2 separate regions of the Pan troglodytes genome follow, and region 1 is linked to region 2. Evidence: chromatin contacts called from public Hi-C data. All regions are on one chromosome and are shown on one strand. Each heading gives the region's core, a stretch centred on a gene start, on an enhancer-like site or on the middle of the called end of the contact. The rest is flanking DNA. Distances are from core to core; before and after follow the strand shown.

Region 1 (5,565 bases), core at 1,930-4,429, 450 kb after region 2:
GTCAACATGGTCTGAATTTATGAGTACGATTATACCCTATTCTTAGTTCTAGTAATCCTAAGACTTCTTTGGATAACCTCAGGGTATGTCATTTATCTATTGCTGCATGACAAACCACCCTAAAACTTTGTAGTTTAAAACAACAGTGATTTCTTATTTATCATCATGCTTCATGCTGTGGGTCAGGATTTAGGTCAGGGTTTAGCAGGCCAATTCTTCTGCTCTGTGTGGCATTGGCTGGGGTCTCCTACTTAACTTTGTTCAGCTGGTAGCACAGTTGAACTGGAACATCTAAGATGACCTCTCACCCTCCAGGCCCCTCTCCCTGTAGCCTCTAATCATTCAGTAGTCTAGTTCAGACTTCCTTACAGCAAGAGATAGGAAGTGGAAGCTACCAGTCTTCTTAAGCCTTTGACTCAGAAATCTCAGAACATTGTTTCTTCTGCTTTCTGTTAATTAAAGAAAGTCACAAAGCCAGTTCTGATTCAAGGGGAGGGGGAAATAGTCCCCATCTCTTGATGTGAGATCTCTACCATATGGGATAGTATGAAGTTGAACCTTCAGTCTTTCAGGTCTCCTCTAGGACTTGAAAACTTTTAGTGAATGTCTAGACAGAACCCCAGCTGTCTAACTCTTTGTGTAAATTGTCTCTCTGTATACCCTTTTGTTAATAGAGGGGTACATTCTGGGCTTGCAGGTTAGAACCAGGCATAGTCTCACATAAAAAAAGTATTACAGCTAGTCACAATGCAGAAAAATGGCATCTTTTTCTAATCTTACTTCAGGCACAATGTGGATTAAATTAATTTAAGGATCTCTTTCTGCCAAGACAGCATTCATCTTGGGGAAAATGCATTCCAAGGTCCAAATTGCCAAATGGGTTTTGGAAGCCCAGCCAGTTGTTCTTCCTGTTTTGCCTTACTGCAAATTGAGAGAGCCCTCAAAGGTTAGTGAAACCCAGGAGGGAATGAGGAAGCTTGAAAGCTGAGCATTCAGAGGAAAGCTGGAATAGCACAATGCCCTTCTCTTGCCTTCTTGGCTGGAGCTTGTGCAGTGTGGAGTTATCCACCTGAGGCTTCCAGGGGAAGGAGCTGGAACACAGCATATCTTTACCCCTGGGTCTCACAGTGTACTGACAAGGCTTCCCCAAATCCAAAATCCCCTTTCTTCAGCCTGTTTGAAGGCTTTCTGTGTGGGCTCCCACTGCTGGATGCTGATGGCCGTTCTGTACATTCTTTGCAGATGCATGTTTTGGTGTGACCTTGCTCATGTTGATTCTGTAGTTCAGTTGTTTTTGCTAAGTTTCATGATGCAGGTAATTGCAGAAATGAATCTCCTATTAAGTCAGTGAAGATGCTTTCAACTGTAAATTATAGAAAAAACCCAGACTCAATTCGAGTTAAACCAATGATCCTCCAACTTTAATATATATCAGAATCACCCTATTAAAATACCAACTGCTGGGCCTTACCCCCAGAGTTTCTGATTCAAAAAATCTGGGATGGGGTCCAAGAATGTGCATTATTAACAAGTTTGCAGGTGATGCTAATGCTGAAGGTCTGGGGCCACACACATTTCGAGGACCACTGACTTCATAGGAATGATATTTTATCTCACCTAAAAAGAGGCTTGGAGGTACGTGGTTCCATGATGAGTTAATTCAGTTACTTACGGACCTCACCAAGGATGTTCTTTCCATCTCTTCTCTTTCCTGCTGTCCATGTCTTGGGTCTGTCCTGGTTTCAGGTTGGCTCTGGCAGTTCCAGGTATCCCATCCAGATCCAGATTAAATGACACTGAGAGGAAGAAGTTTGTGGGGCTTTCCCTCTATTGCATTTAAAAACAACAACAGAGAAACTTTACTTATTACACTTGGATTTGAGGTCATTGGGTTGAGTCAGAACTTCTAGATTATCATGCTCCAGAGTCAAAGCTGCATAGAAGGGGCATCCAAGAGGCAGAAGTGAAGGGGTTCCTTTTGAGCTCTGCCATTTCCACATGGAATTTCTTTTCATTTTTCCGAGTACTTGCTGCTTCCCAAATCTGGGAAGGATGTATCCTTCTGTGGCCCTGCTTTGCATCGTTTCCCACTTCTTCATGGTGGATTTTGGCCCTGGGATTGGCCCATCCCTTCCTTACCATCTCTTTCTCTTAAAGAACTATGCAAGAGTTTCCTGTTCTGGGTGAGGGTTGGAAAGGAGCCCTCTTTCCCTGCCAGTTCAGAGACCCTGTGAGAGGCTGCAGGAAAAGGATTCCTGTGTGGTCTCTTCTGTGTATTTATCTAAACAGATTTGCTTTTCCCACCCCATCACCTCTTGCTCTTCTCCTAGGTGAAACTCGGGGGTAAGTGTACTCTGTGTGTGACTGCTCATGTAATCCTTAGGCCTGATGTGTTCCTCTCCCCTTCCACCATCTCATCCTTCCCTATAATCCCCACTGAGTCTTGGTCTCTCCTCCAGATCCTGCAAGCCCTGGGGAAGTCCTACCACCCCGGCTGTTTCCGCTGTGTCATCTGTAATGAGTGTTTGGATGGGGTGCCCTTCACCGTGGACTCAGAGAACAAGATCTACTGTGTCCGAGATTACCACAAGTAAGAAGGGATGGGAACAGACAGGACCCATTCGTGTAGGCCAAGACGATCTCAGCAGAGTGAGCGGTGGAAACCGACAAAACTGTGTTTGCCAGCCGCCCTTAGATCACAGTCCAGCAAAGGCTTAATGGTTTTGAGGGGTACAGCAGGGACCTTGGGAGGTTGGTCGATGCCAGTGTTGACAGGAATGGGTTAAAGAATCATGTTTAGTGAAAAAAAAAAAAAAACACAGAGCACAAAAAAACTAATAATCATATTTGTAGCTAGGCCTCGGGAGGAATCCACCAAGCCCTGTGGCTTCAGCGTTACCTAACTTCACAAGGCCCCTATGCAGTGCTGGTTCCTACCACTCTTGGTTTGCCTGAGCCTGTGCTAGGCACCATGAGAGGTGTAAACAAATCGGTTAGTGCTGTCCCCAGAAGAGTGAGAGGCAGCCAGTGTCCTCATTGCAGCTGGGGAGCAAATACTAAGGCATATTCCACAAAGTGAGCCAGGTACCAGTCATTCTATGAGGGAGGAGAGCAAGGGGTAGGAGGCGGCATGGAGGAAGGCTCCGTGTGGATTCCAAGTGCAAGTCTGACTCTGGAATTTGCTCCCAGAAGCAACATTTATTGCTGCTTTGTTTCTCCCCACAGGGTGCTGGCCCCCAAGTGTGCAGCCTGTGGGCTTCCCATCCTTCCACCTGAGGTAAGATGCCCTTCCAGACATGCTCCCAGGGGCTTCTAAGACATGAATATCTCCCTGGGCTCATTTACAAGATCCATGTCCTGTCCTTACAGCTTTTAAGGTATCCTTTTAAAAATCTCAACTCTGGCCTGGTGCAGTGGCTCACGCCTGTAATCCCACCACTTTAGGAGGCCCAGGCAGGAAAATTGCTTGAGGCCTGGAGTTTAAGAACAGCCTGGGCAACATAGCAAGACCTCATCTCTACAAAAAATTGTTAAAAATTAGCCAAGCGTGGTGGCATGTGCCTGTAGTCCCAGCTGCTTGAGCCCAAGAGTTGAGGCTGCAGTGAGCTATGATGGTGCTACTGCATTCCAGCAGGTGACAGCAAGACCTTGTCTCCAAAAAAAAAAAAAACAAAAAAAACCCCACTTCACCTTTGAGATAAGTCGTGTCTTCACCCTTCCTTGTTGACTGGCTTCCCCAGCCCAGTACCCTTCTTGTGCTGATTTGTCCCCATAACCAGGTCAAACTCCCTTACTTGATACTAATTCTTAGATTAGCAGATGAGGAGAAAGGCTTGTCTTTTCTTCATTTTTTAAAATAAGTGTCCATGTAGGTCTTTCTTTCAGTGTTAACTCTGACATTCTAGAAGGAAGGACTCCTATCCCTCCTACTTCCCCTCTCATCAGCTTAAATGTATTCTTCTTCCAATAAGTACTCCTGATTTACCTTCTCCTCCCAAGGCCACCTACTTGTTACCCCAAAACCCTCTTCCCTCCCCACCCCACGGTACATCAAGCCCGACAGCCCCCCTAACAGGCCTCTCCTATGTGTTCTTGCTTTTCTTTGGTCCCAGGGCTCAGATGAGACCATCCGTGTCGTGTCCATGGACAGAGACTACCACGTGGAGTGTTACCACTGCGAGGTAGACCCCTCCCCACCCAGCCCCCAAAGCCCATTGTAGACATCCAAGAGAAAAGCATCCTGCGTTGACTGGGGCAAGAGGCAGTCAACAAGATTCTGGCAAGGGTCAGCCCTCTAGAGCTTCTGTAGGAAATGGAATGAAGGCTGGTTCTTGGGGGAGGTAGGAGAAGATGGAAATGCTCAAGGTATAAAGGTCTTTCTTCTGCATATTCAGAACTATCAAGTCCTGCAACTGTTGGAGCTGCTCTCCCTGAAGCTGCAGAGCTAGGAGGGTCGTGGAGAGCATGGGTTTCAGGTCCTATCTGGGGGCCACATTGTCAGGCAGGTGTGCGATTTGGGGAAGGGACTCCCTCCCCTCCAGCTTGCAGGCTGTTCTATCTGCCTGAAGCTCCTTTCTCAGCTGAGCCCTGGAAATCATGAAGCCCCTCTTGGAAACAGGCATGTCAGCTGGTGGTGTGAAGGCGGGTGGGGTCCGCCTGCCCCTTCCTGCCCTTTGTCCCAACCCAAGGTGAAGGAGCACTAGTACCTGATGACTGTCAGGAAAGCTAGGGGTTGCCCCTCACCAGCCCTTGTGAAGGGTGACCATGGAATTTCAGCCACAATTAAGTGAATTCACCCATGGAAGGAGATTAGATTCATTTGGTGACCCTGTGGGTAGAGAATGGGGGTGTCCCTCATATAGACTTGTCCCACTGCCAACACTGAAGAAATGGGTGGGAATCATTGCTGCTGGGACCCCAGGTGCCCCAGGTCACTGCAGGAGAAAAAGGTGAGGACATTTGCTCAACAGGCCTCTCCACATTTTCTAGACCAGTGCTATCCAAAAGAAATATAAGGGGCCGGGCGCGATAGCTCACGCCTGTAATCTCAGCACTTTGGGAGGCCAAGGCCGGCAGATTACTTGAGGTCAGGAGTTCGAGACCAGCCTGGCCAACATGGCAAAAACCCATCTCTACTAAAAATACAAAAATTAGTGGGCGTGGTGGCACACGCCTGTAGTCCCAGCTACTCGGGAAGCTGAGATAGGAGAATTGCTTGAACCTGGGAAGTGGAGGTTGCAGTGACCTGAGATCATGCTACTGCACTCCAGCCTGGGCAACAGAGCAAGACTCCGTCTCAAAAAAAGAAAGAACTATGAGAGCCACAAATTAAAGTCATGTATCATTTTAAGTTTTCTGGTAGTCACAATTAAAACGTTAAAAGAAAGAATTATGAGAGCCACAAATTAAAGTCATTTATCATTTTAAGTTTTCTGGTAGTCACAATTAAAACGTTAAAAGAAACAGGTGAGATTAATTATTTTATTCGGTTCAAAATATCCAGCCAGGCATGGGCCCATGCCTGTAATCTTAGCACTTTGGAAGGCCGAGGCAGGGGGATCACAT
Region 2 (5,557 bases), core at 96-2,595:
CTCTCGGCGGCCCCATCTCGGGAAGAGGAACTAACGATAACTACAGCACGAAGCACACCGGCCGAGTCTCCGGGGGGAAAGGCACCCGCGCGCGCGGACACAGGACGGACACAGGGAGGAGCGGAGCGGGTCACTTGGTCGCCACCCCCGAAGTGACGGCCGCGGCGGCGGCGGCAGCGGCGGCGGCGGCGGCGGCTGCGGTGGTCCCTGCGGGCACTGCGGCGGGGGTGGCTGCGGTGGTGCTGGCGGTGGTCCGGCGCTGTTCCATGCCGTTGGGCAGGAAGCCGGCGATGATGGGCACCGGCCAGATGAGGGCGGCCACGCTCCACACCACGATGACCAGGGTCATGAAGCAGGCCACCAGCGTGGACTCAATGGGCTTACGGTTCAGCCGCCAGCCCGGCTCGCCCTGCAGCTCCTCCAGGCTGAAGTCTAGGCAGCAGAAATGCAGCGGCTCTCCCTGCAGCCACAGCGGCCCGGGCGGCTCGGCCGCGGGGTAGGCTGGCAGCGCGGTGGGCGCCCCGGCGGTGGCGGCGGCGGCGCTGGGGGCGGCGGCGGGCCGGAGGCGGCCGGTGCGGCGACCGCGCACCCAGCCGCAGCCCACGCAGAGGCGCAGGTCCTGCTGCGCGCCGCCTGCCGCCAGCCCCAGGTGCTCGATGAGCAGCGGCGGCCCGACGCGGTGGAAGGCGGCGGCGAAGAAAGCGCGGCCGTGCGCGTTGGTGGAGAAGAGCAGTAGGTCGCACTGGAAGCCCCGCGGGCGGCCCCAGCGCACGAGCAGCGAGCTCAGCATCTGCCGCTGCACGCTGATGTTGCACGGCGCCGCCGCCGCCGCCGCCGCCTCCTCCGGGCCCGGGCGCTCGGGGGGCCCGGGGGCCGCCGAGGCCAGCAGCCGCGGGGCGATGGGCTCGTCCGCGGAGGACGCGTTGACTGAAGCATTGGAGGGCACCCCGAGGAGGCCGGGCGCGTCCGCGGCCCCGCCGCGGACGGGCGGCAGCGGGCAGGCGGCGGCCAGGAGCGCGGCGAGCAGGGGCAGCATGGCCTGCGGCGGGCGCCTACGCGCGCGAGGCCGGCGGCGGCTGCATGGCGAGCGGGCGACGGGCCGGCGAGCTCACGGTGGGACCGCGGGAGCCGGCGGCCGGGCGCAGTGCGGGCGCGCCGGGCGCCTGCCAAGCCCGCAGGGGCGGCGCGGAGGCGGTGACGGCGGCTGGCTCGGCGCGGGGATCCCTCCAGACCCGGTTGCGTTTGGGGTTCCCCGCCGCCCCCGGCGCCGGGGCCCTTGGGCTGCCGCGCTGCTCTGCGGGGCCGGGTGCTATCCCAGAGCAGGATTCCCCGGCTCGGCTCCGCCTCCCGCGTGCCCCGCCCCGCCCCGCCCTCCGCTCGCCGGGCTAGGGGACTCAGGGGAGGGCGGGGTTCCACGCGCCGGGGCTGGGAGAGGAATCGCCGGGGCGGGGCTGGGTGCGGGGGCGCGGCGGAGAGCGGATCGCCCGGGGTGCGTGCGGGCGGGCAGGGAAGCCTGCGGACGCGCCCCGGCGCCCCCGCGTTCCGGGTGAATCGCGTTCTCAGAGGGAGGCTCCAGGGCCCGGAGACCATCCTTTTGTCAGGCCTGAGGGGAGCTTCGCTGTCTCGCCTTAGCGCTACCGAACCTCCTTTGTTTTACAGAAGGGGAAACTGAGGTCGAGAGAGGGGAAAGGGCCTCGCTAGGCCAACTCATGAGCCAGAAACAACTCCGCGCCACTAGCTCTTTCTGCCTTTTTACGGTGTCTCTTACCTCAAATCTGTAGAGTTTGGCTGCTTTTTAATGTCCAACACAGCAGACTCACTTGGGATTCTCCTCGCAGCAAGCGAGGAAAATTCCAAGAACTCTGTGGAGTTTCGAGTGGAGAGTGACTGGCTGGGGGGAATGTGAGCCCTGAAGCTGTGCCGCCTGGGGGTCCCGAGGACACAGGTCCTGACAGGTCGAGTGAGCGCGTGTTCATGAAACAGTTGTAGGTTAGAACCCACGTCAAAGGGGCAGTTCATCCCCTTTGGGATATTATACGGGAGGAGGGCTACCAAGAATAACGTGTCAAGAGATCGGATTTATCACATTTATATTGAAAAGCACTTTCTTAGTAGTTCGGCCCCTCACACTCGGAAACAAACTTCAACGACCCTTCATCATTCCCATCGTTCTTTAGGGGACATTTATGTTGAATTATTATCTATTTTATTTTAGTTGGAAGCCCTTGTACTCCATGAGCACCAAGTATTCCTGATTCGGAGAGGGGAGGGGTGGAGGAAGCAGAGAAAGGCCTCAACAAAACGGCCTTCCTTCTAAACCAGCTAATCCTGAGAGGTCTGCCAAGAGTCCAGCTACATTGCTAGGCATCCTGGCTGATTACTTTTCTGGAAGCTTTTGTCCATTGTTTTCTAACAATCAGTAAAATGGGACTGAGAAAGTTGCAAAAACGCCTCAAAATAAAGCTCCCCAACTTATTCCACCTCTTGCCATCTAAGCAAGCCATTATTCTGACTTAGCCTTGGTTTCCCCATCTGAGTTGGGGGGTGGGTGGTACCTCCTCACAGGGCTGCTGTGATAATACTCCCCACCCAGTGTCTATCTGTCCCCAGATGTTCCCACATGGTGGTTGCTGTGATGTGGTTACTATCAGTGCTGCCCAAGTTGGCTGCCTAGAGTGGTCCTTGGTTTCTACAGAAATGGTTCATTTCCCCAAGGGGATGGGACTCCCTTTTCGTTTCAGCCTCCATCACTTTTGTGCTTGGAAGTGGTGCTACCAGGGAGAACAATGTGAATTTTCCTGCTTTTAATAAAAATGACTTCTCCTTTCAACCTTTGCATATCAGGAACAGAAGCTGCTCAGTGATGTGGCAGAACAGTTTTAATTTAAGCCATGTGGCTGGTGAACCCTGAAGAACAGGAATATCAAGTGATCCTGAGGGCTGAGGGAGGCCTAATCTTCAAGGGGTGCGTTTTGAGCCAGGCTGTTGCCTGTGACTGCAGATGACATTCTCTGGGGTTTCAGTCAGAGGCAGAGGCTTCCTGAGCTTTCCTGAGACACTCCTGGCTTTGTCTGTGCAGCGGGGAAGGCAGCAGCAAAGGGAAAAGACAAGAGATCTATTTGGGGAGCCAAGCAGTTCTCTGCAAAGTTGCGCCACTGAAGCTCTGCATCCTAGCAACCTGCTTCTGCCCACTTTTCCAGCAGGTGCCGTCCTGAGGACTCCGTCACCTCGCCCTCATTCAGAATGTAATTACCCTTCAAATAGTAACACAGATCCTACTTTCTAGATTGATATGCTATCTTTTTGGAATTTGAGAACAGAAGATAGTGAGGAAGTTATTTTCTATGTTGTTTACTACTGTTCCTAGCAATGGGAAAAGCACCTAGCTCAGGGTAGAGGCTCAGTAAATACATTTTTGTTTGTTTGTTTTTTTGAGATGGAGTCTTGCTGCGTCACCCAAGCTGGACTGCAGTGGTTCGATCTCGGCTCACTACAACCTCCGCCTCTCAGGATCAAGCTATTCTCCTGCCTCAGCGTCCTGAGTAGCTGGGACTACAAGCATGCGCCACCACGTCTGGCTAATTTTTGTATTTTTAGTAGAGACGGGGTTTCACCATGTTGGCCAGGCTGGTCTCAAACTCCTGACTTCAAGTGATCCGCCTGCCTTGGCCTCCCAAAGTGCTGGGATTACAGGTATGAGCCACCGTGGCCGGCCAATACTTCTTGATTGAACAAATTTGCCTACCTCTGACTAGCTTCCACTTGTTTAGTACTTTCCACGTGCCAGGTGTTTGACACATACACACACATCATCTCTAATCTTCACAACAATCCCATGGATGTGATGCCTATTTTACCATGAGAAAACTGAGGCTCAGAGAAGGTGAATCACCTACCTGAGGTCCCACAGCAGTTAGTGGCAAAGCCAGGATATCAGTACAGTCTCCCTCATCTGAAAAGTTCATTTTTTTTTTTAAATAAAGAACTAGAGGCATCTCATCTCATGGCAGTAGGCATCAAGGTCTGTGCATAAGTTAAACAAGTATGTGGTACAATTCTATTTTATTTTGATAAAATAAACTTTCAGTTGAGTTCCTTTTTAAAGATGTATTTTTTATAAATATAACAGCCTTATACAAAGGTTGGAAAGCAAGGAGGAAACAATTCTAATCCCAGCTACCTGATGTCTTTACTTTTCTGCCTCTGCATCATTATTCTTTTCTGCATTTTTTTCATATTATCTAAAATGTGCAAATGTTACTTCTACCAAAAAAAAAAAAAAAAAAAGAGGAAAAATTGAAGTCTCACCACCTTTCTCAACCATGATCTCTTTGTGGTCTTCCCTCCAGCTCAGCAGGGACCTGGAGGGCCAGCCAGGGCAAAGGGTGGTCCATGCTCGTGTTGGCTGACTGAGTGAGTCTGCCTACTGGTAAAGAACTCTGCCTGAGCTATCAGCTGACACCTGTTCATAAGCTGTGGTTCTGGCCACCTCTCTGATCCATCTTCTCCTACTTTCCCTTCTTCTCTTCACCTGCTCTGTTCCAGACATCCTGACTTCCCTGCTGTTTCATGAACACACCAAGAAAACTCGACTCAAGGCCTTTGCCCATGCTTTTTCCTCTGCCTGAGACAGTGTTCTTTCTGATACCTGTCTTGCTTGCTCCCTCTCTTCCTGTAGATCTCTGCTCAGATGTCGGCTCCTCAGAGATGCCTGTTCTGACCAATCTCTATAAACAATGCCCATTCCCACCATCCCCATCACTCCTCTTTTTTTGAGACAGAGTCTCAGTCTGTCACCCAGGCTGGAGTGCAATGGCACAATCTTGGCTCACTGCAACCTCTGCCTCCTGGGTTCAAGTGATTCTCCTGCCTCAGCCTCCCCAGCAGCTGGGATTACAGTTGCCCCCCATGGCACCAGGGTAATTTTTGTAGTTTTAGTAGAGATGGGGTTTCTCCGTGTTGGCCAGACTGCCCTCAAACTCCTGACCTCAAGTAATCCACCTGCCTCGGCCTCCCAAAGTGCTGGGATTACAGGCGTGAGCCACCGCACCCGGCCTCCCCATCACTCTCCAGCCTCTTATGCATTGTCCCACTTCTTTCAGTACTTCTCATCAGCTGACACACTGTTGTGTTTTTCTTTGTTTAATGTATCTTCCTTTATTTGCATGTCTGCTCCCTCAAAGCAAAACTACCTGTTTTGTTCAATGGAACAGTACATGGCACACAGTAGGGATTCAATAAATAGTTGAGGAATGAGTGAGTGAATTCAATAGACTGAGTCAACCCAGCAAGACATGAGTGGCATCTTAGGGAGTGGAGATGGACAGAACTACCTAGACAGTCCTTATATCAGGTTTAAGGAAGAAAGGCAGATGAGATCCCTTCCATTTCCCCAAATCCTGTAATATTTATAAAATGAATGGAAGGCTTTGATAAATTTCTGATTGTCCATAAAACGAGGACAGCACATTTTTCTCCATGGACTGTATTGTTAGAACACAATAATTGAGGACATCAAAGAAAATTATTAGGAATGATGCATGGTAATTTCATTCTG

The links. Hi-C and Micro-C count contacts between places; a contact is called where the count stands out from the background.
Region 1: a contact with region 2 is called in a Hi-C map of induced pluripotent stem cells, with 1.6 times the contacts expected there. The contact joins the enhancer-like site here to the promoter of TMEM158 in region 2. A contact is called at or near these places in 2 of 7 Hi-C or Micro-C datasets (induced pluripotent stem cells and stem cell-derived neural progenitor cells) and 1 of 1 datasets of contacts at active chromatin or transcription factors (stem cell-derived excitatory neurons).

Annotation. Positions count from the first base shown.
Region 1 is chr2:49,685,007-49,690,571 of NHGRI_mPanTro3-v2.0_pri, forward strand. LIMD1 (LIM domain containing 1) reads left to right here. Exons shown (of 9, transcript XR_001713292.4): 5 at 2,460-2,590; 6 at 3,226-3,277; 7 at 4,113-4,181. Among named protein-coding and RNA genes, the nearest start is that of TRNAR-ACG, 16 kb to the right of the region's middle. Within about 2 kb of position 3,180, at least 2 of the 24 cell types and tissues checked have an H3K27ac peak or open chromatin away from gene starts, as enhancers often do. A contact at or near this core is called in induced pluripotent stem cells, where this site is marked.
Region 2 is chr2:49,236,675-49,242,231 of NHGRI_mPanTro3-v2.0_pri, forward strand. TMEM158 (transmembrane protein 158) reads right to left here and starts at 1,346. Exons shown (of 1, transcript XM_016940887.4): 1 at 1-1,346. The coding sequence starts at 1,036. The coding sequence ends at 131.